4 separate regions of the Mus musculus genome follow, and regions 1, 2 and 4 are each linked to region 3. A link is a contact called in public Hi-C and promoter capture Hi-C data. All regions are on one chromosome and are shown on one strand. Each heading gives the region's core, a stretch centred on a gene start, on an enhancer-like site or on the middle of the called end of the contact. The rest is flanking DNA. Distances are from core to core; before and after follow the strand shown. Region 1 overlaps Slc8a3 (solute carrier family 8 (sodium/calcium exchanger), member 3). Region 2 overlaps Smoc1 (SPARC related modular calcium binding 1). Region 3 holds the start of Map3k9 (mitogen-activated protein kinase kinase kinase 9). Region 4 holds the start of Susd6 (sushi domain containing 6).

Region 1 (7,908 bases), core at 4,970-7,469, 580 kb before region 3:
ATATATCATGTGTGTATATATGAGTTAGCTTGATTAAAATAATTTCAGTATATTCACACATCAATATATGCAACACATTATATGCTACATACATAATATATATATTGTGCTTAAATAAATGTGTAATAATAAAAGAAAGAAGCTCTATGTTTATTAGAAAATGCTAAATTCACTTTTTATAAGGTCAGTCTGAGTCTCTCTTTAATGGTTTGGATCTTGTATATGACCTGTCTTCCAAAATGCTTTTTTTTTTTTTCTGGTGAGCCTTGAACTCAGGCAGTCACACATGTTAGAGAAGTGCTCTACCACTGAGCTACACTGTAGCACATAAATGAGGCTTCATTCTTAACATAACAGAGTTGAGTGAGTGTTTATCGGCCCTTCAAGAAGTAATTGAACTGTGGGTGCTCTATCATGACTCTATCAGTGTGGTCCCTGTGGTAGTTTTGGGGGGAATGGGTTGTTACAATGTGAGTCAGTTCTTTTGTTTCCTCTGTTGCTTCTTTCTTATACTTGGCACGTGCCCATCTGTTTCTCAGCCATGTTGTGACTCATGATAAATCCCTCCGTAGAAGCTAAAAGTAGGTACCAGCACCACGGTCTTCAACCAATAGAAACATGAGCTAAATACTTCCATATAAAATATTCAGACCCACAAATTTTATTATAGCAGCACTGAACAGACTAAGACACGCTCCTCTGACTGTCATGTGGCATATTTGCCAGGGTAGTTTTCCAGGAATCCTTTTGAAGACCATTGTTCTAATGGATGTCTTGGGAATCCTTTCTCCATCTTTAATTATCAATACAAATCATTTCATCAAAGTGAAAATTTCCAGGTCTGCCCCGGAGCCTTGCAGGTACGCCACCCCATCCAGCTCTTCATTCAGGAAGCATGAGGACGAGGTAGGTGAGAAGACATTGTGGACAGCCCGGAGAACTAACTGCTGGCTGGTTTCTCTTGTGCTCCCAATTGGTAACTGGCTGCCTCTCTGTGGGCTTCTTTCACTGGCTACATTCAGCCTCCTAAGATTCTAGTCTCTTACCATCCTTTGTTCTGGTGTTTGCTACAAGAGGTCATGATATTCTAGGACAGGCATGCTGAGCAAAATTTGGAATCAGACCTGTGTTTCTGCCTGAGCCGTACTGTCTGTGAGCTCCAGGGTAATCATATAACCACTTGTAACACCCTTGACAGAAAAGAATAGTATCTACCTCTTCTAGCTCTTATCACAAATGATGTATATTAAAGGCTCTGAAAACTGTACAGACGTAGGTCAGATTGTTCTTGGGTATTAATATTAAAATATCTCTCCTTAATCGCGAAGGCATTGTGGCAAGGCAATCATTTACAACCAAAGATCCTTTGCAGTTTAGAGAGGTTACAAGAGAGTGACTGCCCAACTAAGGACTATATGTCACAGTGTCTTTGCATTTGAAAGAGTAAAAGTGACTAGCTTTTACTAATTGGATGTGGGCAAATGTGATATGACTTAGAAGCTAAGGCAGTTAGGTGTGTGTGTGTGTGTGTGTGTGTGTGTGTGTGTGTGTGTGTGTGTATCACCTCCAATTTACTTTTTACCTGAGATGAATGGAGAAGACATGCAGAAAGTAGAAGTTATAAAATGAAAGACACCAAGTCCCTGAATCATCATGTGGAAGGAAGCCACTTGCTGACCAAGAATCCTTAGATCATTACATAAATGAGGAGTGCACTTCATGTTCTCTTAAACTATTGAAGTCTTGGGGTTGATTTATTATGGTAGCTATTATGTCCTGAAAATAAATGAGATAAAGAGATGGGGAAGGTTGTGGCTCAGTTTGTGCACTCTGGCTGGCAATGTCACCTTCATACCGATTCATTGTTGGTTATGGCTGTCAGGTGGTTTGCATATATCACCCTGTGCATCCCACCCCCTTGTGCACATGCTCTGGAATCTCAACATTAATGCTGGAAGTAATTGGCTTTAGAAGTTTTCAGAGGCTGTGAGCCTAGAGGTGTGTCACTCAATCCAGGGACCTAGTTGTTGGTGTCGAGACTCAGACTAAGGTCCTTCCTCTCTCTGGACACCATCCTCACCCCTCCTCCACATTGATTAGGGTTCATCTACTTCATTCTCAATAAAGTACCAAGCCTGGTTGATCTAGAAATGACTCAAAGCAAAGGAGAGATGTGCACAGAAGGCATTCATGTTTTAGTCTCTCCCATGGAATCAGCTTAAAAACACTTTTATCTTCATTCTTAATTAGCAATAACATGGAACAATGGAATAGATCTTTTAGCCCAGATCTTCCTCTCTCCCTCCCTCTCCCTGTCCATCTCTTTCTCCTACCTACCTACCTACCTACCTACCTACCTACCTACCTACCTACCTACCTATTGTTGCCTAGTTATCACCTCCTTGCAGGACTTGCGTTCTCAAATCTTCTTTTCTTAGCCCCAGTTTGGCCAGAAATTTAAACCTAGGCAAGGACAGAGCTCTGCAATGCAGAAAGCGAAGTGGTATTTATTTATTCATTTTTGCAGTGGTGGGACTTTCTTTCCATTCCTTTTCTTTTGCCTTCAACACAAGACCTCCCTGACCTAAACCTTTCTTAGATACACAAGCAGGCCATAGCTAGCATCCGCCTGCCTTTCCCCCTTCTTGAACTCTACTGGTGGTCCCATCTGATCCTCTGCCTTTGGGCACGCTGCTTCTTTTTGTCTGTCTTCTAGATGCTGAGTCCTCTCACCAAAATAAATTGCCATTTATTTTTGTCTCAAGGTCTCATTCTCTGTGAGGTCCTTCTCCATTCTTCTAGGCCAAGTCAGTAATTTGACGGCTGTGTTCTGTGGCCCTCTGTCCATGCCATGCTTCTGAGCACCCGTGGCCCAGGGCCGTTTTCATTTGCACCTGATCACAAGCTCTAGAAGCTTCTCGTCCTGCTCAGCTTAGGAAGGGTCACTGATCTGCAGTGTAATTTCTACATCCTTGTGTTCTCTGTCTTATGTTCTCTGTCTTGTTTGGGCCTGGAATGGATTCAGTCCATAGCTACCCAGCCACATGCGCTTCCCCCACCTCTTCACATGTGTGCCTGTGTGTACATGGACACACACACACATACAGACACACACAAGCACACACAGAGACACACAGACACACACACAGACACACACACACATGCACACACGCACACATGCATGCTTGCACACACTCACCAACACCGCCTTCTACAAAGGTCTCTGCCTTCTAGAAATACTGCTCTGGGTACTAGCAATTAATTGCATTCTCTCAGTTGCAAATTTGCTCCCAGATCTCCAACAGAAAGCTCCAGTTAGTTCTGTGGAGTGGGGTTGTGAGGCCATGAAATCATATTAGGGCTGTCAACTGAGCTGGACGATGGGATGAGCAGACCAGAGGAGGGGAAGGGCTACACACACAGAGAGGCAAGAACTGGAGAGAACACATGAATGGCAGACAGGGAAGGTAGTCTTGGTTCCTCAGGTCCCCCGATCTGAGTTCCACAAACCCCTCCCCCACCAGGCATCCCAGTGCACGCCCCTCTCTGTTTCGAGAACCATTTTCATTGGTTCCTATTTCCTAGAACCCAAAACACTGTGTTAAAAGAAATTTTACTTCATCTTCTCCACTGTGACCTTCTTATGGTCAAGGACTAAGTCTTCATTGTGTCACCAGAATGTAACTGAACACATGGGAGGTGCACACAGTAGGAGTTTTGAGTGAGTCCTGAGCAAACAGACATGACTCTGAGTCTCTGTGTAAGGAGCCCTGGCTAAGTATGTCTTTCTAGTCAGTCTTTCCCTGCCCTTCCCTTCTTGTACAAAACGTTTCCTTGCTGCTATCTACACAACCCACATGACCTACGTCCTCCTGCTTCCTGAAGTCTGGCTGTGACAGATATCATTTCCATGAACTTTTTTTGTTTAAAAAAAATACTATGTCTAGCATATTAGTCCTTGTGTGTGATAGGAGACAATACCTTCAGTTCAATTGCATCTGCCTCAGCAGATACCCAAGGTGGCCCCTGGACCACTCATTGAAGAAACACAGGGGGAAAGCAGGCTGTGTGTAGAGACATATAAGTAGACCTTTTATTTTATTTTTATTATTTTTTTTTGAACCAACCCAACATTTCCACCGGCAACTGTCAACACAGCTTAGGACACGAGCATTGTTTTATTTTTTATTTTCTTTTTAAAAAATCTGTTTAAAATTAAACAGGTGTCGTTTTAATTTTGTCTTTCTCTCTTAGAAAATGTATTTATGTCAATGCAGAAAGCCTCAAGACCCGTGGGCAGTTTTGTAGTGTGTGTGTGTGTGTGTGTGTGTGTGTGTGTGTGTGTGTGTGTGATTTAAAGCCAGGTCTTTTCAAAACACACAGGGGAAAGGTCTGGGAGGTGGGGTGTCAGCGTGTCAGTTCTTGTTTTCTAGAAGCCTGGATTCTTTGGCAATGTGGTGACTTGGATCCCTTGGGGGCAGGGCATAAGAAATGCCCCACAGTCTGGGAAGAGGGAGCTTTATGCGGTTTAAAAACAAGCAGGAACATGGGGGAAATGAAGGATTCCGGTCCCCATCCAATGAACATGCTTTCAAAAGTGGCCTGAAGGCCAGGAGAGGGGGAAGGAAGCCCCTGTTCTCTTACAAGCCTCCAAATTCATTTCAAGCCACCTCTTCAGCCCTCGGAGTATGGCACATCAGCCAGGGAGGGGTGGTGACGCTGCCATGCCCCCAATCACTGACACTTTAAGAGACCCTTAGAGACACACTCCCTTAGAGACCTCCCCAGTTGAAGACCCTCTTCTCCCCCACCTCAGACACAAACTCAGAAACATTGGAGAGGTGTTCCCCGTGTGTCCCCGGGTGCCCTTGGTCAGCCTGGAACACTCTTATCTCTGCTCTGAAGTCTCTTTGTGGGAGGGCACACACACACACAGGTGCAGCACAGAGACGTAGAATGGCTTCCACTGAGAAGAAGGTGATTCCTCTGTGGTTTGGCTTTGATGTCAATGCACGAAGAATGAAGCTCCTCCTATGCCCTGAGTTGGAGCCAAGAGATGGCAGCGGCCTGATGAGAGTGGGAGGGTGTCTGTCACTCAGATTTGGAATTCCTTCAGGGTCCTTTGTCACTAACTTCAGGAAGAGAAGACAAGACAATAACCTGGTAGGAGAATGAAAATGACTACAATGACGACCAGGTGAAGAGAGCATCCCAAGGCAGCCATTGTCCAGATGGCTCCTTCTCATACCCTGACAGCTGAGTGAGGGAGTCTTGATGCATCTTGCTGGAGACAGGGCAGATCCTGCCCCTTGTGGGGAACTAGAGTCAAAGGAATAGTTGGGTGGTGGGATAGAAGGGGACGCTCAGGGCTGTGAGTGGCAGGATGGGGAGAGGTGGATTTTTTGCTGTTGTTGGTTTGTTTTTAATTAAATACTTTGGACAGTGGATGCCTTCTCCAGTTTATTGGATTGGTTAAGTTTTGCCCTTTCTGTGCAGTGCCAGGGCCAAGGTCAGGTGAAGTTCCTGGGGCTCGGGTCCCGATGTGTCTGCTCCAGGGATGAGTAACCTGGGAAGGTTGGTGAGGATGCGTCCTTCTCTCAGGAGAAGTCCCAGGTCTGCCCTGTGGCGGTCTTGTTCCGGCGGTTCAGAACCCCTTGATGTAGCAGTAGGCCTCCAGCGTGGCAAATAGTATGTAGAGGAGCCATAGGCTCACAAAGAGCCATGTCGTGGCAAGCTTGCAGCCACGAGGACCTCCGAGCTCCCCGCCCAGATGGGGCCGCCGACGATACAAGAGCACACTGAGGCAGACAAATGCAAAGATGGTGAAAAGAGTGACCGAGAAGGCCAGAGTGCCAGCGGACACATGGAACTCCTGTCCCTGCATGGCCCAGTAGATGGCGGCCACGGACCAGGCCAAACCAATACCCAGGAAGACATTGACGGCATTACTGCCTGTGACGTTGCCAATGGAAGCATCTGCATACACGTCCTGCAGGGCAGCGGCTTTGCTGGCAAATGTATCTGGAAAAGGACAGAGACAAATGGGAGCTGTGGGAGGATGGGCTGAGCGGGGCCTTATGAGCATCCTTTATAGGCAGCTTGGCAGCATGGGCAAAGGGACCACTTCCAGCTCTGCTACTCTTGAGCTGTGTGGCCTTGAGTGCATCCAATATGGGTCAGGGTTTCCTAGTCCTCATCTGTAGGTATCTGAAGCTTTCTACGAGCTATTCCCATCCCAATATTTACCTATCAGGCATATCGTTCCCCACTGACTCTGTTTTTAGCAAAGAAATAATTCATAACATCTACCCAAGGAACTTTCACATCCCTGGAAGCAGGTTGCCACTGTCATGTGGGTCATGCACTCACGTAACCTCGACGGCGACTGAACGATGCCCATGTGCTCAGGAAAATAAGGGCTAAGGCATCTACAGAAGGTCCTTAAGTTAGCTAAAGACTTGACTCTAGAATTCCTGTGGAAGAATCCTTTTCATAGTATCCTCCCACAGCCAAAGAGTTTCATCAAGAGCCATGCAATCAGAGATATGAACCATAGCATATTCTTCTGAAAGCCCCGGTGTCGTCATGTGCTTTCTGGACCAATTTTTGGGTCTTGGAAATACCTTAAACTATGCCCCTATGCAGTATATCCTGATATCTCACTGTTGCCAAGTTTCCTGGATCTCCCAGGGAAAGTGTCTTGGTCTATCTTAACTATAATTTTTCAGGTTGGCTCTTATCTATCCCTGGTTATTTTCCCCATATGTCTTTCCCCCTCACATCTGCCCCTTTCCCTCTGATGGCTGAGGCATGTCAAGGCCTGGGGAGCAGTGAGCACAGGGCATCTCACCTGCAAGGCTCCTGGCACCATTTGATTTCTTAACAGCAGACTCACTTCTATAATAGCCAGATTTCTGACATCACTAATTCATAAAGCAGTTCTCTCAGCCCCCCAGTCTGAGCTGGGATTTTAGAAGAAAGATTTCCTGAAATGTGCTGTGGGTATAGTGTGATGATTCATTTAGAGTATTAACTTGGTTAGATGGGGATTGGTCGAATGGTATCTGTGGGTGTGTCTGTGATGAAGTTTCCAGAGATTATTAGATCCTAAGGGCTATGAGTCAAGGAATGGACACATTCACTAATGAAGTCATAATTCAGTGACATTATTAGGAGGCACTGAAAGGCAAGAGGGACCTAGTTGGGGCAGGTATCTCACTGGGGAACATTTCTTGGGGGATAATAGCTTGCCTTGGGCCTTTTACCACATTCTTTGTTTCTTGTCAAGCAAGATATGAATTGCTTTTCTCCATCGTATCCTTCCATGACATGTTGTGCTGACACCCCAAAACTGTGAATAAAATGGATTCTTCCGTCTTTAAGTTTTTCTCTTGGGATTTCTGTCATAGCCACACTGAAGAACTTAATACTTAGAATTGACCTCTGGAAGGGTATCCTTCTTTGTTACGGTGACGGATGCCCCAGATTCACCCTGGAGACCTTTGCCTGGTGAGATTTAGTACAAATACTTGAAGCTAGCAAAAGGTCAGAGTTCAAATGCCGTAGAAACCCAGATTGAGTTAAGTAGGGAGCCTGGCCTAATACCTGCTACTTAGTATTTGTCATTCAGGCATGGTTTCCATAGGACCTGCCCTGACTCAGCTTAACTCAAGGTTTCCTGTTTGACACCTTTACTTCATAGGAATTATTAAGATGGATTTTAATTAGTTGGGTCTAGTCTCCTTTGCTAGATTTTTTTTTTTAGCTAAGGGCTGAGGAGGAAACATGTCTGCCTTGACTCACATAATAGATCTGCAACCAGCACAACACCGTACCAGGCATCTTGAGAGCTCAGTCAACATTAGTCTACTAAACGAATTAATGAATAGTTACTGCGGTTTGCCTTTG
Region 2 (7,395 bases), core at 4,206-6,705, 640 kb before region 3:
GGACTCTGCATCTGCATCTTACAGGCAAGCCTTTAAAGGGCTGCTGTGGTAAAGGAGCCCATTTTCATGTCAGAAGGGTTCCACTCTATGCTTGGTCTGTAGTCGGCTAGATGAAGAGTGTCCATTTGTGTCTATGTGTGCATATTTTAGTTTGAGTTTGTGTTTCTGGTGCTGTGATCTTTTCTTACGCATTGGCTACAGCTCCTTAGAGCAGAGATGCCACACATCTAGGAGTTTGCTGTCATTTGCTGCCTGTAACGGACCTTGAAATGCATTATTGGTATCGATGTTGAAGCCATGTAAGAGTATAACACTAAAGACTTCAGTGATTGATTAGTGATGTCTGCCATGGACACAGGGAAGGAGGTTATTAGCTTCTCTGCCACATCTTTCCATCTTTGAATATTGTAATAAATGACAATGAAAATCTTTTCTAACAGTAAACCTTATGTCTGTCTGCTCATCTGTATTGCCTGGGAGATTAAAAATACTCCAAGTCTCAAAGTTTCTCCTTGAATATTCTGATGAGTAGGTTCTAGATCTGGAATGAGCCCCAAGCCCCTTATTTTTATGAAGCTCTTCTGATAATTGGACAAGTTTGATAACAACCTATTAGGTTGATTATCCATAGCAAAGCTTACTTTTTGTACTCCCAACTTTATAGGCTTACAGTGTTTGTTGTTAGGTCAGTCTTGTGGGATTGTTTGTGATGGATTCACAAAGCCCCACACTTCACCCTCATTAGTAACTCCCTTAAGGTTGCCCCCTAAATAGCCAGTCTCATCTGTCCACTGTATATATGGATTGGATTTTTGCTTACTACCAATGTCAAGTGCAAGCAAAGTACAAAATGTTATGCTGAAACATAGTTCCAAAAGTCCACGTTAACTTTTCCCTGGGTTTTACGTTTTTAAAATCAAATTTTTTCTCTTAAAACAAAACAAAACAAAACAAAACAAAACAAACAAAAACAAACCCCTAGCCCTTTGGTTTAAAAAGGAAAGTAAGTGGAAAGGGTACTATTGTCTGTAAGAATTCATGCTAGGATCAAAATTTACAGGCCAAAAGGGAAGTTTACTTTATTTGTGGTTTACACAGAAACTGGAAACCTTAATTGGGTTAGTGTGAGGAGGGGGCAGGACTTGGGCCTCCTTGCAAGTGACCTGGAACACTCCATCTAAAGCAAACCCGTGCATTAGACACACGCCTCCTGCAGGATAAGATAACAGACTCCTCACACAACTTGTGCATGGAGAAGGAGTGTGATATGGGTTAGGAAAATCAGAGTTCTCAGCTTTCTCACGGGCAGGATCTCCAGAGAGGCCTCTCTACTGAGTGGGCTTTCCCTGCACGTGTGGGATTGGCCTTCAAGGAGAGGGCAGGTGCCACAGAGCCAGGCCTGGATGATGGGGACGTGTGGCATCCCAGAAGAAATGGGGCAAATGTTTGGCCAGAACACAGGCTGCCCCCTCCTTGAAGAACAGGCTGTGTCTAGAAAATTGTTTCCATGCCTCAGACTGTTTGGCCCATTCGGTACAATTGGGCCAACAATTTTCTACTTAATGCAGATGGAAAATCACCGATTTCCTGCCCTGACCAGCAAGGGATGTCAATCATTGCGTTTTCAGTAAGAGGGGTTTCTTTTCAGTTGGCCCTAGTGACTGGATGTGGGTCAGAGCACAGAGCTGGTGAGATGAGAGTACGTGCAGGGGTGTGTAAGTGTGGGACAAGTATCGAGATGTTTGCAATACATGGATGTGGAGTTTTGTAAAAACTGGGTCAAGATTGGTTCCAGGGAACCTGGCAGTCATAGTTCAACTCAAAACAGTCTAGGTTATCAGTGACATTGATGTTAAACAAACCCTACTCGACATGCATGTGCACACTAACTTTGTATATAGTATCCCCGGTGTGTATACAATACATATATATACATGACCATTTGCTCATAACATCGGGCTTTGCCAAGTGTTTGATGGATGCCAACCACTGTGTCAATTGAGTCTTGTGCTTCTGTTTCCTCTCTTGCCCAAGGTCCAGTTACCGACAAGCCCTTGAGCCAGGGTAATTCAGGAAGAAAAGGTGAGTGGAGTTTTATGCTTTGTCTAAATGTTTGCCCTGAAAGCCAGAGTAAGCAGGGTTCTTAGGTGAGAGGGAAGGAGTCGGGGGGGGGGTGGCTAAACATGCCTCCCATTTCCAGTTTCCTCTCTGAAGCACCAGAGGTAAGGATGGCTTAGATAGTGACGACTATCTTAGTGACAACTGAGCTGTCATTGTTTCTGAGGAAGGACAGAGACGGTGTGGGACACAGAGTTGGGTAGGGACCACCCTTATGTGAGCCCTACGGATCTCTGCTCTCTGGGAAGTTCAGTTGGTCAACTACCAACCGAAGAAGATGAAGGCAGAGCACTCACGTCTACCTTGGCTCTCCAGTTTGTAAGCTCCTCTGTGTCCTCCTGCCCCGACCTTTTCCATGATGTATCCAGAATCTCTTCCTGAAGGCCAGGATGATGTCATGGGTATGCAGCCAGTGCAGTCATCTTGACATTTTCAACCATGTTGCCTTGAGGCCAAGAGGATGGTGACGTGAACAGAGGCAAGAGACAGGTCTGATAAATGTCTGCTGCCAGGCCATTTTGTTCTTGAAGTATCACACAGTTTGTATGATGCTTTTGATTTGGCTGTTTTCCTGTTGTTGCTGTTGTTGTTGTTATTGTTTTTGTTGTTTTTTATTTTTGGTCTAAACCCAGAGCAACATTAACCAGCAAATTACATACTACCATTACAATTCAAGAGGTAGATAGATAGATGCATACATACATACATACATACATACTTGGGGAGAGTAAAGTTTCCCATCTTGAATTTATAATGACAGTATCTTCTGCCTACTCCTTTTAACAAAGGGCCCACATTTTTGTTTCTGTCTGGTTCTCTCATTTTATATAGCTGGTATTTGTCTGAGTGCTGTAGTGGACTCTGGATGTGAGTTGGTCCCTGCAGTATGCTACTTGATCCTTCTGGTTTGGAGGTCAATTTGAGGCTCACAACTGCCAGCTCCTGGGGCAGCAGACACAGCGGCCTGGAAAGCAGCCACCTACCCATCTCATCACACACGTGGGCGCTGCCGAGCTTCTGTCCTCTCAGGCTGACTTTGAGGCTTCTCACCTCACCTAGGCTTTGGAAAGAGAGTGCTCATAAGAGTCCCTGGTGTGAGCCGGAGGCGTGGTGGCGCACACCTTTAATCCTAGCACTTGGGAGGCAGAGGCAGGAGGATTTCTGAGTTCGAGGCCAGCCTGGTCTACAAAGTGAGTTCCAGGACAGCCAGAGCTATACAGAGAAACCCTGTCTCGAAAAACCAAAAAAAAAAAAAAAAAAAAAAAGAGTCCCTGGTGTGTGTATGTGTGAGACGGGGTTACTGTGAGCAGCACAGAGATCACACAGCAACATGGAGACCAGGGCAGCCATTGGTTTCTGCCGCTGCACCGAGGGCCGGAGTTAAGGCTCAGAGAAGCTATTTCTGAGACATGGTTCCTCAAGAAGCAGGTGGTCTGAGCGTGGACTGAAAACAGTGTGCCTACAGGGGCTTCTCTTTCTAAAGAACGAAGGTGAGAAGAAGGGAGGAGATGCCTTTTCAAGTCCCTCCCCAGAGCTGGGGATGCGACCAGGAATGCCAGGATGGGAGAGCAGGGATGTCTCTGTGACATCTGACTTCACCAGCGATGTCCCTGGCAACGCACCTGGAGGTTTGGGAATAGGGCCTGCTTTCATTCTGCTTAATGCTGCATATCAACGCTTCAGATGCCAATGGCATTTACAGTAGATAGCAGGGAACACCCTTTGTCCCTCTTAGACCAGGATCAGCCAGCAGACCTGGAGGAGGGCTCAGGAGCCTGACTCTGCTAGGGTGATGCTAATAATGAAGCTTCCCTCTAGATCAGTGGTTCTCAGACTTCCTAATGCTGTGACCCTTTAATACAGTCCCTTGTGTTGTGGTTGTTTGTTGAAAGGTGGCTTGTTTTACGCCGAGCCAGCGCAGTTCTCACGAAAGAGGTTCGTTGTTGAAGGGGGAAAGAAGTGAGGAAGAGAAAAGAGAGAGATGGGGCAGGTCTCTGTCTTTTATCTGGGCCATGATGTAGTTGCCAGGTAATGATGCACACCACCGCGCACAGGTAATGCAGGTGAGACATACACAGTGAATGCCGCCCTGGCAACAGAAGAAGGAGGGTCCTTGTCGCCTAGGGATGATGTCATCGTTGAATTCAGAGGCTAACTGTAAAACACTTCTGATGCTAACAGTGGTGATCCTCAAGCATAAAATTATTTTGTTGCTACTTCATATTTGTAATTTTGCTGCTGTTATGAATTGTAGTGTAAATATCGGATATGCGGGCTATCTGAGATGCGACCCTCCAAAGGGGTCCCGACCCACAGGTTGGTGCCATTACTGTCAGCTCCCAGGTCTTTGCTTCCTTGCCCCGATGGCTGGCTTACTTCTTCCTGCGGGGTCCAGTGGAGGCGAAGGACAGGCCAAGCGGTGGGTGACGGTGTGTGCTAGATCTCACTCTACCCTGGGGATCTGAACTCTGCACAGGGGTCTCCTTTTCCCTCCACTTAGAGGATCAGTTTAGGTACAGGATCATTTCTTTGCCATAAGCATATAGAGAAAGCAAGTTTGGACCACCTGTAGGAAGGGCCACTTGAAGCCACACCTGCCTAGGAAGCTGGGGTTTGAATGGGGACAGGGTGTGAGAGGGCATTCGTAATATCCTGTGTCGACCTGCAGAGGTTCCTCTTTCAGCTGAACTGAAGAATGGAATGTGCTCCGCAGGGCAGCAGGTGGGACAGCACAAAGGGCCCTTGTCTGAGCTCATGCCCACATGTGGCTTCTCCCACAAGGCATCTCTCAAGAGTTGGGGCTGGCAGAGCAATGGTGTGGGTCTGGCTCCTGGGAGTGCAAGGGGTATGACTGCAGGGAAGGTAGAGCCTTAGGTCTGTGGGTGTAAGGGATGTGGGTGCAAGGCAGGGATGGGACCTACTTTCTCTCTTCCCCAAACTCTCTTGCCTTCTTGAACATACCCCATTGGTGGGGCTGGGAAGGATCAGTTCTCTCTGCCTAGAGGGAATGAAAAGATGCATTGTGCGACCGCTCAGAGTCTGGTCGCAGGCCAGGAATTAGGCCTTGGAAGGAGAGGAGGAGAAAGGCCGAGTTCAGGGAGCTGGGGGTGGACAGCCAGAGAGATAGCATGAGGGAGGGCGGCCAGGCAGCAGCAGGTCACCACTGCTTGGCTAGGCTGGGGGGCCTAGGTTCACAGGTGTGGGGCCCGAGGGAAGAAGTGGGGGAGGAGGTGGGCACTGTTATCTTCCCCAGATGCTCCTGCTGCAGGAGGGGAGGAGGGTCACAACTTCAGACTATTTACTTAATCCCCAGGAATGTCCTCTCTTCGCTCTGTTCTTTGTGCCCCTTGTATTTAACGGACTCCTTTATGGGCACATGTGTGGTAATTAACACGCGCAGTGTAGGGCCTGGGCCATGTGTTTGAGTTTCAAATATCCATTGATCTGGGGCAATCCCATCCTGCTGCCCCCTCCTCTCCTCCTCTGGTCCTGGGTTCTTGAAGACAGATGGGGGTGGGGTGTGTGCATGGGGGGTGGTGCACACCTGCACCCACATGTGTTTTATTGATGCCACGGAGGCGGATCTGAAGAAAGGAAGAGTACCCAGGCAGTCCCTCTAGCTCTGAGGCTCTACTGCTAAAACAGCTGGAGGCCGCAGGAGCTGAGAGATGGACTGATTAGGGGTTTTCACTGATGTAGTCCAAAGGGCAGTGGCTGGGAAGCAGGCTGAGCTTCCAGACTACTGACTGGTCTGGGGCAGCCTGTGTCGAGGTGGGCAGTGAGCTTTTCTTACCTGTTTCTTTTTGGGCTAGGATGTAAAGAACTCTAGGTGAGCTCGCAGGGTGACACAGGGGTGAGGGCAGGGGGGTGGAGCACTGCCTGGTACCATGAGGTACCAGGATGACAATTCTCAACTTACCTGAGGAGACTGGAGAGAGATAAAGAACAATGTGGATGGAGGGATCCAGAGAGCATGTGCAGAGCGGGGTTTTTAGTGTCCCTCTTGATGGCTCAGAGTCACAGAGTCCTGCGGCTGGGCTGATGCTGGGACTGCCAGCCAGTGAAAGGCAAGGGTTGTCAGAGGAAGTTTTCTGAAAATTTCTCATTTTCCTATAAGGGGTCTGAGAGTTTGTTGTTTAAAGCAAGTGAGAAAGAAACAAAATCATGAATATAGATTCCATAAGGTTTCCTTCTGAAATTTCTGTATTTGTCAAGCCAGTCTCAGAATAGGTCAGAGCTTCTGAGTCCAACTCACCTTTAATGGGTAGAGAGTTCTTTTTAATCCCTCACTGGCTGCTCCACAGAGTGTGCCTTGAGTAAGGAGTGAGTCACAATTATTTCCCCAAGGTCCCTGTCTGTGTCTCTATTTTTAGAGGATCTTGTGGAGTCTGGCCTGCAGAAGGATGCCAACCTGGGACCTGTGCCCCTGAGGACGTGGGTCAGAATGTATTGATGGGTGGCTTAGGGCAGGGGTGATGGTCGGCAGGTATTCCATATAAAAGAGATGCGCTCTGCAGCCTCCAAACTTGGCCTAACAGTTGAGGGCAGGGGTAATGAGCAGACCTGAAGGAGATGTGCTCTAGTGTCCTAAGCCTGATTGAGATGTACCAGGCTGGCTGTCCAGGGGTAGCCTATACATGAAGCATCACCCTTGAGTCTATGTTTTTACCCTGTGGCTGCATATTTGAGTCCCTGGTGATATTAGTAACTGTTGGTGTTCTGTGTCTGCTTCTTTTGTTGGGTACATGTTTATTTGGAGCTCGAAAGGCTCCTGTTTTTCATAGCTAGTGAGGCTGTAGTCTTGAGTGAAATTGGTGAGAACCCCAGCCTTGTTTTATGGGTTCCCATCAGGACAAGTAAGCCTTTGTGATGGACATAATCTTCAAGTGGGTGTGAGCCTTTCAGGGACCAACAGTTTCTAGAGTCTTAGAACCCTTCTGCCTGGAAGAGGAGGTGGGTGGCCTCTCCAAACAGCCCTGGCTGGTAGCTGCTCTAGATAGAGCCTCTGAGGAAAGACCCTGAGAGGGGCTACCTGGAATGAGTGTGGACTTTTTGCAAGTTCTCACACTCTTTGGGTGATCGGCCCCAGAGCCTGTGAAGTCCAGATGAGAGAACTCAGGGCTTAACGGCCAGTGGGAATGCGCTTGCTTACTCATTGTTCCTGAGTTAAGTTCAAAGTGAAGAACACCACCTTAGAGACAGCTCGGAATGGGGCGATATGCCTGGATTTGTCTCAGGGCCATTTCTATTCCTTAGCTCTGAGGGCCACGCGGCACC
Region 3 (6,903 bases), core at 1,972-4,471:
AGCAAAAGTTTCACGTGAAAACAATACCATAAAACCAAGCCTGACTCTCCCTGCTTGACTAGACTTAGGTATTCCATTCACAGTTCTGAACCTACCACAGGCTGTAAGCCCCAGAGGGGAAGTTCAAAAGGGCAGCTCTGGGGACGTGTTCCTGTCATCAGGCTTTTCTACTCCTGATCCCGGGGGACAAGCTTGTCAATCATCTTTGTTTTCTGAGTGACACAAACTCAACTGGTGGGAAGAGCAAGCAGGTGAGACACTCCTGCCTTCTCAAAGCACCACTGTGATGTTATGGTTCCTTGACTAGCCTCACTCCTAGCCTCCCTTTACTCCTTCCATCCTTGATACTTAGTAGCCACCACTCAGCAACTACTGAGGAAAGAGCTTTGGACTGGAGCTTCATGAGCTCTCAAGCAGGCCAGTCACAAGTAAGCTGAAGGTAGAACCCTCACCAGAGCTTTCCACGCCAAGCTCCTCAAGTGAATTCCTTCCACAAGCACAAGGTCCTCCCATCTGGGATCCAGATTCAGGAATCCACCCTATGCACTGACATATGACAGGTAAGTCCTGGCCACATTACAGGGATTCATCTCTGAATGAAGCACACTGTTGACATGTCTGGCACTCCGTGGAAAGGTTCTTTTAACCTAAGTCATGTTGGCTCCTGACTGCTGTGACAGCCAGGAGCACAAGACGCTGAGGAAACCACACAGGCTGTTGTTCATGAACGTCACGTAACTTGTACATTCTCATGTTAGCTGTCCCTAAAACAGCATCACTGAACTCCACCCACTCTCAGCTGGAGGATGCTGTAGCCAGGTAGTGGTGCACGCCTTTAATCCCAGCGCTCAGAAGGCAGAGAAGGAGGTACATCTCTGAGTTTGAGGCCAGCATGGTCTACAGAGCGAGTTCCAGGACAGCCAGTACTAGGCAGAGAAACTCTGTCTCAGAAAACCAAAACTAAACAAACCAACACACTGTGTTTCCTAATATATCAGATTATTCATGTCTTTCAACATATGGTCAAGCTCATCTCCAGCACTAATTCCAAACACCATGTTGGGCCCCTTCATTGGTCTCTGTCTTACCAGCATTGCCAAAAATCTGTAGCACTCAAAAGCAATCTAAAACAACTTGCCTGCCATTTTTGGGCATTATAAACATCAAAATGTATAAACAAGAAACTGAATGAAAGGGGATATGTCTAAGGAAAACTAAAGACCTGAATCGCTTGACAGTCAAAAGGCCAAAGGGAAAAGAAGAAAACAAGAAGCTGCCATTCTATTTCAAAATCATCTTAAAGTAATGTAATTATTCATTAAAATAATTGTTCATGTAAAAATAAGTAACAGATAACTATCATAGATGAAAATTTAAAACTAAACACTCAAAGTTAGCCCTTTGTAATGGCTTCTCTTTTTTAAATCAAGTACATAAGACAAGGAACAAACTGCTACCATATATGTAAGAATGCCTTCTAACTGGAATTATGGAAATTCTTAAACGCTATAAACTGCACTTAGAGAGACTGCCATCTTCTAAACCAATCAAGAATATACAAGTGATTAAGAAATTACAATGGCAATTTAACTCGAAAGAAAGAAAGAGAAAGAAAGGAAGAAAGAAAGAAAGAGAGAGAGAGAGAGAGAGAGAGAGAGAGAGAGTGGGTGGGTTTTGCTAGGAACATGGAACGGTTCCTGGGAAATTGGTGAAAACCAGGACACAGGGAGAAAGGCCCTGGGAGGGAACCCTGGTCCTGGCCCCTGAGATTTGGCCAATGCCAAATATAGGCAAGGATCTAGGGTGGAAAAAAAAAATGTGTTGTGTGAACAGTATGGCTGTATGGGACAAGGACTTAGCCACTGTACCTGCTGATCCTGAACTCCCACGAGGGACAGACATACTTTCTCCCTCTAATTATTTCTCCACTCATAACTTTGCCCCCTCCCCTTGTACACACCTTTCCTAACATAATATTCGGCAAGATTCCTCAGGGTACAACTTTGAAATACAGTACGAGAACCCAAGAAACCAACACGAGATTTCAAAGGCACCTGACTCCTGAGTTCACACACGCTTCCGGGACTTGTGAACCTGCCCAGGCAGGCGGGAGGCACCTCCACTCCTCTCTAGACAAATACCTTTAAGAGGCGGAGACAAGAAACAGAAAAGGTCCGCCGGGTCCTTGATTAGGGAACTAAGGTTACTGGTGACAGTAACCACCTGCTCTCCAAAACCCTTCCAGATCTGGAGGGGCACAAGGGGCGGGGGGGGCGGGGGGGGGTAAGGGGTTGGGACGTAAGGAGACTCCTGCTAGGGTTTCAAGAGTTGCTACTTGAGCGAGTCAGATGACGGTGAAGAAGCCCGGTGTTCCAGGCAGGGCCTGCGACTCTGGAGCTTCTGGGTAGCACCAGCTAAAGCCCCTGCAGCCAAAGTGCCCACCCATGCCCGGGCCAGTCGCTCCCCACTCGGGACTGCTCTTCGCCCATCCTTAGGCCTCAGCCCCCCGTCCCCACCGGGCACCGGTGCCCGCCTTCTTACGCTGAATGGGCGGGTAGCAGCTGGGGTCCTCGGCGCCCGGCTGGCAGCGGCTGGAGAAGGCGCTACGCGGGGTCACGTAGTTGCTGGGGAAGATGCCCACCCGCTGGTTCAGCTGTCCGGTCCACCAGCCCTCATCGCCGGACACCTGCGAGTCCTTGGACAGCACCTCTACCACATCGCCCAGCCGCAGGGTCAGCTCGTCCTCGCCCGCCGCCTCGTACTCGAACACAGCCGTCCAGTAGGGCAGCGCGGCGTGAGATCCCAGCTCGGCCGCCGCCTCCTCCTCGTCCTCCTCCTCTTCGGCCCCAGCGCCCGTGGCATCGTCCCCCGGCGGGGCGGCAGTGGCACTCGCCAGGCAGCCGAGAAGCGATCTGGAGGACTCCATGGAGCGGCTGGTCCATAGGGTGCGGGGCGGCCGCCCGCGGGAGCCGCCGCCGCCTATTGTTCATGCGGCTCGGCAGCGCTGGGGGCTCCGCGCCCCCGACGGCCGCCGCAGGTAGGGCCCGAGCAGGCTGGGCGCGCGAGAGTCGAGGACGCCCGGTGCGCACCGCGAGCGCGCACCGCGGACAGGGGCGCGGCGCAGTCCCGGCCGCCTGGCGCCCCCGCGGGCGGCCTCGCCCCTCGGCGGCTCCCACCTGCTCGTGCCGCCCGTGCCCGCCGCCCGCTGGCCGCTCCCTCCCCTCCCCGCCCCGTGCGCCCCGCCTCCCGCACGCCCGGGACCACCTGACGCGAGCCTGGCTCCGCCCCAGCCCTGCGGACCCGGGGGCGGGGCCTCCAGGATGGGCCCGCCTCCACAGCCAACCCATCCTCCCATTGGCCCGCCGCGGCTGTCCGTCTCCTGAGGGTGGCTGAGACCTCATTGGGTGGCTCCCGAAGGTGAGACCCAGCGTGCGTTCGGACAGTCCGAGCGGGCTGCGGAGCCCTCTGTCTTTTGTCCGCGCCGTTTGGTCCTACGGGCTGCGCCAATTCCCGGTTCAGATGGATCTGCTGTTCCCCTATTTGGCCACGGGGACCAGCTTACGTCCACTGTCGCCGCTACGCACACACTCACACCCCGGAACCTTATGGCTAGCGATGGAAGAACTCTTTCGATTGCTCTGCTGGCCTTAATGAAGACTGTGTTCATCTTTGTAAGAAGAAGTTCCTGGCCATTGTTATTAGAATTCCGAAAGGGGAGGTCTCCTAGTGGGGCTTCCGCAGGCTCGGGAAGTCATGCGGAACCAGCTAGTTTGCGCTTGCCTTGTGAAACTGGCTATATCTAGGACCCTGGTGACTGGATACCCAGTTTCCAAAGACTAAAGGAGTAAAGGCGGGTGCTGCCTGCCATTCTTGGGCAAGGGCTGACCTATGCTATGTCTTTTTGTTACCTGCCGCCACCACCCCCAAGGACCTTAACCTCTTTTACATGTTTTTAAGCCTGTCATAGCAATGGCTTCCATATTTCAGCCATGGTAACTACCAAACTGTATTTCCAAGACAGGCATTGATGTGATTTGTGTAACAAGAGTCAGTACTTCATTGTTTATTTGCTCATTTGTGGTTTTGAAGCAAGATCTTACTGGGTAGGCCATACTGGCCTCTCATTATCTCGCTGCCTCAACTGCCCAAGTCTTGGGATTACAGGCGTGTGCCAATGTGCCCCACCAGACCATTTTTGTTTCATTTTAATTTGAAGTTTAATATTAGGCAAACTGGAGCAATTTGAAAAAATAGCGAGGCAGCTACATGACCTTGGGCAGGTGCCATCTGTTTATCCTTGAAGTGAAGACCGTGGAGGGAAAAGCCTCCTGTGTTTTAGTTTTGGACATCCAGTGATTTGCAAGGGGCTGTGACTACATTGTAAAGGGAGACACTGTGCACATTTAAGGTCTTGGGAAAGGGATGAGATGGTACTGTTCAAGGAGCATCCAGACAGTCCTGGGGACGGAGATCCGGAAGTAAATCCCCTAACGCAGTCAAGTTTATAGGAGGGTCTAACATGTTCAATTCCTGGGAGGGTCAGTAAACTGGGAAATACATGCGTGAGTCTGGATAGATTCTCTTGATAGAAGCCACTCTGCCTACAAGAGGATGGGAAAGGGAAAATAGTGTTTAAACAAATATTTTATTTAATAAAATTTTCATGTGTGTGAGAAAGGAGTCTTACAAAGTAGATAACACACACACACACACCCTGGAGGGGCTGTAGAGATAGATGGCTTGGTGGTTGAGAGCATTGACTTCTCCAGAGGACCCAGATTCCGTTCCCATCCCCCACTATGGCACCTCCTGTAACTTCAGGGGAAATGACATACTTGACTGGTCTCTATGGGCACTAGGAATGCACATGGCGCGCACACAGGCAAAGCACTCAAGCACAGAGAATGGTTTTACAAAGATGAAAACTGGAAAGGAGGATGTTAACTGGGTCTTCAAGTCGTACAATTATTGATGGATTGCAGCTTTTTGAATTGTCATTTTTCTCCCCTACTCACGCGTGGCCATTTCCACACACCTCTTCTCCCTGGAGGAGCAGATGAGAATAGTCCTGGCTCCCTAAGAGTAAAAGAAAAAAAAAAAAGAATGCCCTGCTCAATTTAAATATTTAATGCTCCAGCAAGTGCTTAGAGCCTCATGAAGAGTCACTCACCAAACATTCCAAAAAGTCACTCTCTAAATATTTGTTGAATGGATAAGTGCTAAGAACTCAAACTAGGGAAGATCCTTCAGACCACAGTTGCCTAGCAGGGCTTCATGGTAGAGAAGCAGAAACAGAACCGGTCCCAGAGAGGTACGGGGGGTGGGGGGGGGAAGAGGATAAGAAAGAATGCTGGAAACCTACTGAGGTTGGGTTGCAGAAGGCTTGGTAGCTATTTGATTCACATTAATAATTATTTAATTGATCATTTGAAATGATTTAATAACAAAGGTGTTTGCCATAAGGGCAGCAACCGGTCTGACTTGTTCCTTATAGCTTTCCTGGCGTCTCAGAACGCCTGGCACATAGCTAGTCACCTCTCTGGACAGTCACACCTGGTGGCTGGCTTGGCTATAAGCCTAGGAAGTCTGGGTTTTGTTTAGCAGACCAAGGTTATCACAGGGCCAGGGAAATGGTTCACTGGGTAGGAGTGCCTGCTCCACAAACATGAGTACCTGAGTTCAAATCCCTAGCACCTGTGTAAGAAGCTAGCCGTGGCTGTGGGTGCCTGTAACCCCAGCACTGTAGAGCAGACAGGCTGAGACCTCCCTGTCTGGCCATCCTTGCTGAATCATTAGGAGGCTATGAGCAGGGCTTTGGGGTAAAATAACTGAGAGTTTGCCACCCTTGCGTTCCTCAGCTGGGAGTTGAGGAATGTTAGCCAGAAAAGCAACATTTTCTCTACCACACTGGAAAGAAGAGCATCAAGCAGGAAAAGACAGGTGTCCATCAGTGATAGCATTAAACTTAGATCAGATCCTGACTGTATCCCGAAAAACAATCTACCTCTGTACGAGACAAGATTTTATTACTTGTTGTTAATTATACATTAATTATATATGTTCACTAAGTAATTATATTTTGTTCCATTAAATATTTATATGTTTCCTTATGACACTTTCATACTTGTATATATTTTTATCATCAATCTCCATTACCCTCTCTTGTTCCCTCCCCATTCCCAACTAGTCTCGCTTCTATATTCATCTTTGTGTGTGTGTGTGTGTGTGCATGTGTGCATGTGTGTGGTATGGGTGTATGATGTGTGGTGTGTGTTTGTTTGTGTGTGGTATGTGTGTTTGTGTGTGTGTATGTGACCTATTCAGTCTCCTTAGAGTTGCTTACAGGAACATGAGGACTACTTACAGAAGTCCGAGCACCTTTCCCTGGCTACCTCACTGAAGAAAACAGCAAGACAAGTTTTTGGTGCTGGTTCCTCAATTGTATGGTAGCAGAACATGCCTTCCGTGGGTGTTATAGAGTTAAACAAGACAAGCCTCTCAAAGCATGCTGTTTAGCGTCAGCGACCGTATTTCTTTTTCTCAGATTCCACCCTTTAGCAGCACCTTAGAACGTAGTAGGTCTTGACTGGAAACTAGGGTCGCTCTCAAAAAATGAGAATTAAACTAGAGTTGAAAAATAAGGGAGGCAGGAATAAAGAAAGAGATAAAGAAGAGGGGGGAGGTTAGAGGAAGGCCAATAAGGGAACAAGGGATTGCATTCGAATTCTAATTGATGCTTATTGGCAAGTTAAATCCCTGTATCCTAGATCCCTCCTGTGAAAAGAATAATACGATTTCTCCGGCCTCCTAGACTAAGGGACAGGATGTATGGTTTATACTTAGTGCAGAATCCAGCACCTAATTATCACCATTGATCCTAAAATTCAGTTTACTAAGTGACTG
Region 4 (7,750 bases), core at 1,174-3,673, 990 kb before region 3:
TCTTTTCTCTTGTCTCTTGGGTCTTCCTGCCAGGACCACAAGTTTTAGTAAGCTATGCTACGGTCCTGCAGTATTTCTCATCTTTTCTTTTGCTGAGACAGGATCTTGCTTTGTAGCTGAAGCTAGCCTTGTATTTGGAATCCTCCTGCCTCAACCTCTTTCCCTAATGCCGGAATTACAGGCTGTCCAGATCCTGCCAGGCTGATGTTTTTCAACCCCCTTAATGGTCTGGGCAGGTGCAGCTCCCTCAGACTGGGTAAGTAGGCAGGATGCCAGGTGTCTATTTTTCAGAGGAAGAAAGGAAAAAGAAGGGAATACATCAGGGGTTTCTCCTAGGCCCACAGGGAGAGGGGGGAGCTTTCTAAAGTGGTCCTCTGCCTGTGATTTGGGACCCTGAAAGGGGTTGAACCGGACCCTTTCTTTCACAGGGGGCACCTAAGACATCAAAAAATACAGATGTTTACATTACGATTCATAATACTACCACAATTATAGTTATGAAGTAGCAACAAAAAATAGTTTTATGGTTGGGAGTTTTGTCATAACATGAGGAACTGTATTAAGGGGATCACAGCATTAAGGCTGAGAGAACCACTGCTCTAAGGGATGGGTGTGTTGTTGTGGCAGTAATTCACAGCACCTTTATTGGAAGCTTTCTAGGTGAAAGGCCCTGAGGTGTAACTTTGTTCAAAGGGTATCTGGCAGAAAAGGAAGAAGAAGAAGAAGAAGAAAAAGAAGAAGAGGAGGAGGAGGAGGAGGAGGAGGAAGAGGGGAACTGAGAAGAAGAAGAAGAAGAAGAAGAAGAAGAAGAAGAAGAAGAAGAAGAAGAAGAAGAAAGAAGAGGAGGAAGAGGAAGAAGAGGAGGAGGAGGAGGAAGAGGAGAACTGAGAAGAAGAAGAAGAAGAAGAAGAAGAAGAAGAAGAAAAAGAAGAAGAAGAAGAAAGAAGAGGAGGAAGAGGAAGAAGAAGAAGAGGAGGAGGAGGAGGAGAACTGAGAAGAAGAAGAAGAAGAAGAAGAAGAAGAAAGAAGAGGAGGAAGAGGAAGAAGAAGAAGAGGAGGAGGAGGAGGAGAACTGAGAAGAAGAAGAAGAAGAAGAAGAAGAAGAAGAAGAAAGAAGAGGAGGAAGAGGAAGAAGAAGAGGAGGAGGAGGAGAACTGAGAAGAAGAAGAAGAAAGAAGAGGAAGAGGAAGAAGAAGAAGAGGAGGAGGAGGAGAACGAAGAAGAAGAAGAAGAAGAAGAAGAAGAAGAAGAAGAAGAAGAAAAAGAAGAAGAAGAAGAAACAAAAAACTCCAGTAGATCCTAGGTAGGGCACTTGCACAGATAAAAGAAAAGGCTGGGCATGGTGGGGCACACCTTTAATCCCAGCACTTGGGAGGCAGAGGCAGTCGGATCTCTGAGTTCGAGGTCAGCCTGGTCTACAGAGTGAGTTCCAGGACAACCAAGGCTACACAGAGAAACCCTGTCTCGAAATAAATAAATAAATAAATAAATAAATAAATAAATAGAAATAAAAAGAAAGAAAGAAAAAAAAAAGAAAAGGCTAACAGGCCTTCTTAATTTATGAGTCACTGATTTTCAAGGAGTGCTTCAACATTTATTGAGCACCTCTAAGACAGGCCAAGTACCTAGTACCAAGTACCTAGGCACAAAGAGATAGTTCCTACTGTCATATGGCCACCCCTCTGTAGTGAGAGTCACTGTTAAATGGATGCAGCTGACCAGTGCTCAATTTGCTCACCTAAGACGCGCTTGAAAGCAATTCAAGGAGGCTCAGAAGCAGAGCAAAAAGCTAGGGGCCAAGCCTGCAGCTCTAGGTTCCCCAGGCCTCGCTGGAATGTCAGTTTCCTCCATTTAAGATCTGCCAGGTGTTTTTGAGTGCGCAGAAATAGCACTCAGGGACACCCATTAAAAAGATTCCTGAAGCCCACCCCAGCGTTATAGAATCAGAATGGCCTGATCTACATTTCCACCCCCACCTAACCCCCTCGGGACACTTTTGAGATAGTTAAGTTACACACCCTAACCTAGAGTACAGCTTAATAGGGAGATAATAACCTGCTTTGAAGATAGGTCAGGCAAGCGATTCAAGACCTAAATGGGCGACGTGTGTAGAAGAGGCTCTTAAACAACAGTATACTTCCTTGCAAATGACAGTAATTAAAACATCCAAATAATAACCAAACAATAACAGTAAAAGAACCGGAGGGCCCTCTAGGAAGGTGGCTTAACTAGAGTATTACAGCCAGAGCAGTTCGAGTGACTGTCTCTTTAAGGTTCCCTCCCCCCGCCGCCAGGGGCGTGTCAGACAAGGTCAGAGGCGCGTGCGCGTGACTCCTCGGGGCGGTCGCAGCGGCGCGACGCCTGCGCTTGTTGCGTGCGTGCCTGACCCCGCCCAGGCCTCGTCCCTGCCCTGCCCCCTCTGCGGGGCCTCCCCCGCCCGCGTCGTACAGCTGGGCCAGTGACGCTGGCGCAGCCGTCGCCACCGCCGCCGCGTTCCATCCTCAGGAGCCGGCCACCGCTCGCGTCCTCGTCCTCGTCCTCCTCCTTCGTCAGCGCCCGGCCGCGTGAGCCAGACCAGGGCACGCGAGGCGTCGCGGGGGACCCGACAGGGAGTGCAGGCAGGCGGGCGCGCTCAGCGGCGGAGCGGGTTCGGCGACGCGGGAGCTGCTAGCGCCCCCTTTCCCGGAGGTCTCGGCGCCGCTCCCGGGTGAGTTGTCACCGCCGCCCGGGCTGGAGGGGCCGGCTTTGTGTCAGCGGCGCGCGGGGCCGGTTGTCAGGGCACTGGCGGGCAAGCACTTCCTCAGGGACGCGGGCCTTCTGCGCGGCCGCCTGCTACCGCGCCGGCCGGTGTCAGCACTGCGAGCCGCGCGGGAGTAGCCGGGTCGGGCCGCTCCGAGGGCGGCGGCGTGGTTGTGCCGGTGCCCGAGAGCGGAGAGCAGATCGGGCTCGGTGGAGCGCGCTGCAAGGCGGAGGCCCTCCAGTCCAGCGAAGCCGCGGTTCCGCACGGCGGGACCGGCTTGGCCGAGGTGGGTTTCCTGAGGAAACCTTGCAGCCGCTCGCCTGTGCGCGGGAGCGTTCTGGAGCCCCAGCGCCTGGTCGCCTCTTCAGTCGCAAAAACTTTTCTTATTATGTGGGCTGAAACTTGCCGAACCCATTTCCTGTTTTGTTTCGGTTTTACTGTAACTACATATAGACTTTCTTACTTGTGAGACTGATGGTCCCTCCCGGGACAGCCACCATGGTGGAAAAACTTACCTGTAACGGAATTGGGAGGGCAGCAAGGCCGGGGATCCCAAAGAGGCATTAAGTTCATTGGGAACTTTACATTAGTTCAGCAGAGGCCCAATGTTGTTGCCACACACTTCTTTGGTGACAAGGTAGTGTGCTGCCCTTTGTTGCTCTTGTTGGTTGGGGTTCGAAGAGAGGTGCGGGGACATTATCCTTTTCAGTTAAGCCATGGGTATTTAGTCCTTTCTAGATCTGCAAGATCCGCAGTGACTTTCCACTTTTCACTGGTCAATCGGTTTTTGGTGTTAGAATCCCTTTGGTTAATAATAATAATAATAAAATCACACATACACACACACACACACACACACACACACACACACACACACTTTTGTGCTCTGGGAATTCTACACCCAGGCTGTCACCATCTAGTGGAGACTAGTAGAGACATGCCCTTGGCTTTGACTTCTTAGTTTTCTGAGCTTTGCATTTTTCATTAGATGCACATTCAAGTAGAAATGAGAACTGTCTTGAGTTGGGGGTGGGAGTGGATTCCTGTATTTCAATAAAGGAATCACTTCATAAGGTGGTGATACTGTGGAAAACTTGTTGAGGGTTTATTGTGTCCCAAGCTAAATTCATTTAGCGTGTGTGAGTTTGAGTGTGTGAACTTGTGCTGGTGTGGAGGTCAAAGAACAAACTGCAGGAGCCAGTTTTCTACCTCCCAGCAATTGAACTCTGGTGATCACGTCTGGTGCTTCTCCACTCTGAGCTATCACACTGGCCCAAGTTTCACTTTTGATCTCATGTAATAATATTTGAGGTAGGGCCGATATTATCCTTATTTTTTCAGTTGAGATGAAAGTTACACATGTTAAATAATGTAAGCCACAAATGTAAGTTCTGGAGTGTCTAGATTCTTCTCAAAACACCACTGTTTGAGGCTCTTTCTCTGATGATAAGCATCCCTAACTTGCTCCTGGAAGCCCAGTAATGGTAGGTTGCACAATACTAGTTCACTTTTTTTTTTAAATTTCATATCATACACAGCATATGCCAGTCGTTACCTGGTTTTATAGATACTGGGATGATTAAAACTGAAACCAGACAGATTTTCATGGTGCTCAACTTTTAATTTAGTTTATTTTGATTTATGGTGTTAGTTTTCATTACTGTTTGCTGCTTTTTGTTTGTTTTTTGTTTTTTCGAAACAGGGTTTCTCTGTATAGCCCTGGCTGTCCTGGAACTCACTTTGTAGACCAGGCTGGCCTCAAACTCAGAAATCCGCCTACCTCTGCCTCCCGAGTGCTGAGATTAAAGGTGTGAGCCACCATGCCTGGCTCACTGTTTGCTGCTTAAGGAACTTTGTACCCATTAAGTTTAAAAGGAAGAACAGTTATCAGTTCGAGACTGACCCTGTAGATGGGATTCCTGTCTACAGAGGGACTCTGGATATTGTAGTAGGAATGAGAGAGGAAAAAAATCCTCACCTTCTGCTATAGAAAAGGCTCAGGGTATGCAGTCCTGAGAGCAAGCCCACCAGGTGTCAGTTTGACTTGTTGAGTCCAGCTTCTCCAGAGCCAGCATTCAAGCTCACTGAAAAGAGAAAGCCAGGTAAAAAGGTCCTGCAGCCTGGTAGGTGGCAAGACCTCAGCACTCTGTGGTTTCCTGCCCGGTCTCCATGGTGTGGCGATTGAACTGGAGCACTTATGTAATGATGCATCTTCTGACAGGGGATTTCCTCCTCTACTGTGTCTGGGGCCTCGGTTCCTGCTTCACTGCTTCCTACACACACACACACACACACACACACACACACACACACACACACGAGAACACGTGCCCTCCAAAGGTACTAATTCACTTGGCTTCTAAAAGTAAGACTTTTTACAAGTTTATTATTACTAGTAAGCATTATTTTACACACATTATGTTTGTCCATTTCTCACATTAAAACTTGCTTTTGGTTGTGCATGTCTGTAATCAGTATTGGGGAGACCTGAGGTAGGGTCATGACTTCCAGCCAGCCTGGGTACACATACAGTGAAACCCTGTGCCAAAATCAGATGACAAAAAAACCAAAAACAAAGAAACCAAAAAACCCCCAACAACCAAAAGACACCCTTGACCACCAAAACATCCTTTACTCTCATATTTCTCCTGTGCTTTTTTTCTGTATTTTTAGCTCTCTTGACACCTGCTCACTACTGGTATCCTCTGTAGGCTTAGAGAAACAATAAAGTATCTTAAAATTTCAGTTAGGGAGCTGTGGAGATGGCTTAGTGATTGAGTGCTTGCTGTTCAATGTCCAAATTCCGAGGACTGGAATTTGTTTTTTAGCACCCAGCCAGTTCACAGCCATTCATAACTTCACAGTTTTAGGGTACTTGATGCCCTTTTCTGGGCTGAATGCACACAGACACCTGTGCATAATCATTAAAATCTTAAAATATTTGTTGAGACTGGGCATGGTGGCAGATGCCTTTATTCCAGCATTGGGAGGCAGAGGCAGAGTTCAAGGCCAGTTTGAACATAGTGAGTTCTAGGACAGCCAGTACTAAAAAGTGAGACCTTGTGTAAAAACCAAGAGAAAAGTTAAAGATTCACCGGGGAACATGATTTTCCTCATTTCAGTACCAACCAGGTGATTTGGGAGAATAAAGTAGAACCTCTGCTGGCAGTGAAGGAAAGCCAAAGAACACGGTGGGTGCTTGCTTGTGTTTTACCTTGCTTTCCCCTTTACCAAGTGATAGTTCATGAGAGGAAGTGGTGGTCCAGATAGCCCACTGTCTGCCACACATAAAACATTTTACTGAGCTCTTGGATTGGCATGTGATCTAGTTGGAGCTGATGAACAAAATTCATTTTCCTTCCTCTATCTGCCTTGAACTCATGGGATTCCTGCTGGGAACATTCTCTCAAGTAGTAGGAGAATGGAGGAAAAAAGTGATAAAGGAAACACACACACACACTTTAAAAGCAAGAATTGCTGTGTTGCAGAGTTGAATGTGAAGATTATGATATTTGGGTTAAGGGCAAACATTGAAACAAAATATGTGACAAGAAATTCTTTTGGTTTCTTTGAAGATTCTATCTATGCCGAGATCACTCTCAGTCTCAGTCCATTTTCTGTTATTGTAACAAAAAAACCTGAGATGTGGTAAATCATTAAGAAGGGAAGCTTAGCTGGGCGGTGGCGCATGCCTTTAATCCCAGCACTTGGGAGGCAGAGGCAGGCAGATTTCTGAGTTCGAGGCCAGCCTGGTCTACAGCAGATTGAGTTCCAGGACAGCCAAGGCTACACAGAGGAAAACCTGTCTCGAAAAAAAAAAAAAAGAAGGGAAGCTTATTTGGCTCACAGCAAGTTGAAGAGCTTGGCACCAGTGTCTTACATCATAACATGGCACAGGGTATCACATGGTAAAATCTTGGCAACTGCTAATGTATCCATCCACCTTCTAGTCCTACCTCCAAATAGAATATGAATACATGAATTTGAGGATTTTCTAATACCTGGACTTTTAGGACAGGTTCAAACCATGGAGTGAAGAGGAAGGAGGACCTTAAATTCAAGGTTTGCTTGTGCTACTTAGTGAGTCCTTGTTTCCAAAACAAACAAAAAGCCAATCAAAGCCAGAATATCTACATATGTAATAACATTGAGTCTTCACCTAGTTGAATGGTTTTTAGAAAATTCATGCTCATAGGTATATGAGCACATTGTAGGATGCTTAAAAAAGTTAAAGCAGTGACAAATACTGTGGTTTATGTGGGAGGCGGTAGCTTGCTGATGGGAAGGAAGAATGCAGATTAGGATCTTGAGACCCAGGAAGCAGTCAGGCAAAACTTGAGGTGGCAGACCTTGGATATGAAAATCTATTTTCTACATCATGGCTAAGATTCAAGTAAGTAGAAATTGTTTCTTTGGTTGATGTATGCTCTGGAGTGTTACCCTGTAAAAAGTCTTTTATGTGAGAAAGGAGTCTGGCAGGCACCTGTCATCTTCCAGCCTCGTATCTGTGCTTGTCTGCCCCCTTTAATCTTGGGGGTGGGAGCTGGAAACCAGCTGGAAACCTTTGCTCTTTTGTCTTCTGGTTCTCAGCTGAGTCTAGAGGTCTCCAGAATCTGATAGATCTGGAAGTAGTGTTGAGCTGGGTTGCTGTTGCTCTGAAAGGCTAGCTGCTACTCCCAAGGTGGAGGGACAGTTGAGTCTGTGAAGGTACTGGGTTTAAGAGTAGCAGGGAGTACAGCAGTTGCAGTGAGAACTGAGTGGGGTTTCAGACTCTTGTGTTATCTATGATGTGTCTCCCTTGCCAAAAATTCATGAAGTACTTCCAAAACAGGATCTTAGTGAAGCATTCTCAAGCAGAAACAGATACACTTGCTTGTTAATGTGACCAGTGTTGAGAGAGCTCTAAAATTACCTGGTAGCTGTGTGCCCTGATACACCCCCTCCAGAGTAGCAGTTGGTACAAGTGTTTTGTTTTTACTTTTTGTGACTTGGGAAATTAGCCTGGGATTC

What was found. Promoter capture Hi-C pulls out the DNA fragments that hold promoters and counts their contacts. A called contact is a pair of places that touch in the nucleus more often than the background predicts.
Region 1: a contact with region 3 is called in a Hi-C map of the N1E-115 cell line, with 9 times the contacts expected there. The contact joins the enhancer-like site here to the promoter of Map3k9 in region 3. A contact is called at or near these places in 12 of 39 promoter capture datasets (the 3T3-L1 cell line, 3T3-L1-derived adipocytes, the HPC-7 cell line and 6 more), 3 of 15 datasets of contacts at CTCF or cohesin (the NIH/3T3 cell line, embryonic stem cells and pro-B cells), 35 of 484 Hi-C or Micro-C datasets (B cells, the Ba/F3 cell line, the C2C12 cell line and 23 more), 6 of 115 datasets of contacts at active chromatin or transcription factors (astrocytes, embryonic stem cells, neural tube and 1 more) and 1 of 9 other capture datasets (embryonic stem cells).
Region 2: a contact with region 3 is called in a promoter capture Hi-C map of neural stem cells. The contact joins the enhancer-like site here to the promoter of Map3k9 in region 3. A contact is called at or near these places in 1 of 39 promoter capture datasets (neural stem cells) and 1 of 115 datasets of contacts at active chromatin or transcription factors (embryonic stem cells).
Region 4: a contact with region 3 is called in a promoter capture Hi-C map of hippocampal neurons, with 6 times the contacts expected there. The contact joins the promoter of Susd6 here to the promoter of Map3k9 in region 3. A contact is called at or near these places in 1 of 39 promoter capture datasets (hippocampal neurons) and 1 of 115 datasets of contacts at active chromatin or transcription factors (trophoblast stem cells).

Annotation. Positions count from the first base shown.
Region 1 is chr12:81,193,847-81,201,754 of GRCm38.p6, forward strand. It overlaps Slc8a3 (solute carrier family 8 (sodium/calcium exchanger), member 3), which reads right to left. Exons shown (of 7, transcript NM_001167920.1): 7 at 4,069-6,021. The coding sequence ends at 5,645. Among named protein-coding and RNA genes, the nearest start is that of Gm3693, 30 kb to the right of the region's middle. Within about 2 kb of position 6,220, at least 19 of the 459 cell types and tissues checked have an H3K27ac peak or open chromatin away from gene starts, as enhancers often do. A contact at or near this core is called in the N1E-115 cell line, cerebral cortex, liver and 3 more, where this site is marked.
Region 2 is chr12:81,135,931-81,143,325 of GRCm38.p6, forward strand. Smoc1 (SPARC related modular calcium binding 1) reads left to right here. Exons shown (of 13, transcript NM_022316.2): 5 at 2,035-2,082. Among named protein-coding and RNA genes, the nearest start is that of Mir3067, 27 kb to the right of the region's middle. Within about 2 kb of position 5,456, at least 71 of the 459 cell types and tissues checked have an H3K27ac peak or open chromatin away from gene starts, as enhancers often do. A contact at or near this core is called in neural stem cells, where this site is marked.
Region 3 is chr12:81,777,949-81,784,851 of GRCm38.p6, forward strand. It overlaps Map3k9 (mitogen-activated protein kinase kinase kinase 9), which reads right to left and starts at 3,222. Exons shown (of 11, transcript NM_001174107.1): 1 at 2,542-3,222. The coding sequence starts at 2,926. It overlaps Gm46366 (a long non-coding RNA gene), which reads right to left. Exons shown (of 3, transcript XR_001780649.2): 2 at 5,016-5,076; 3 at 4,072-4,601.
Region 4 is chr12:80,788,109-80,795,858 of GRCm38.p6, forward strand. It overlaps Susd6 (sushi domain containing 6), which reads left to right and starts at 2,424. Exons shown (of 6, transcript NM_178682.4): 1 at 2,424-2,707.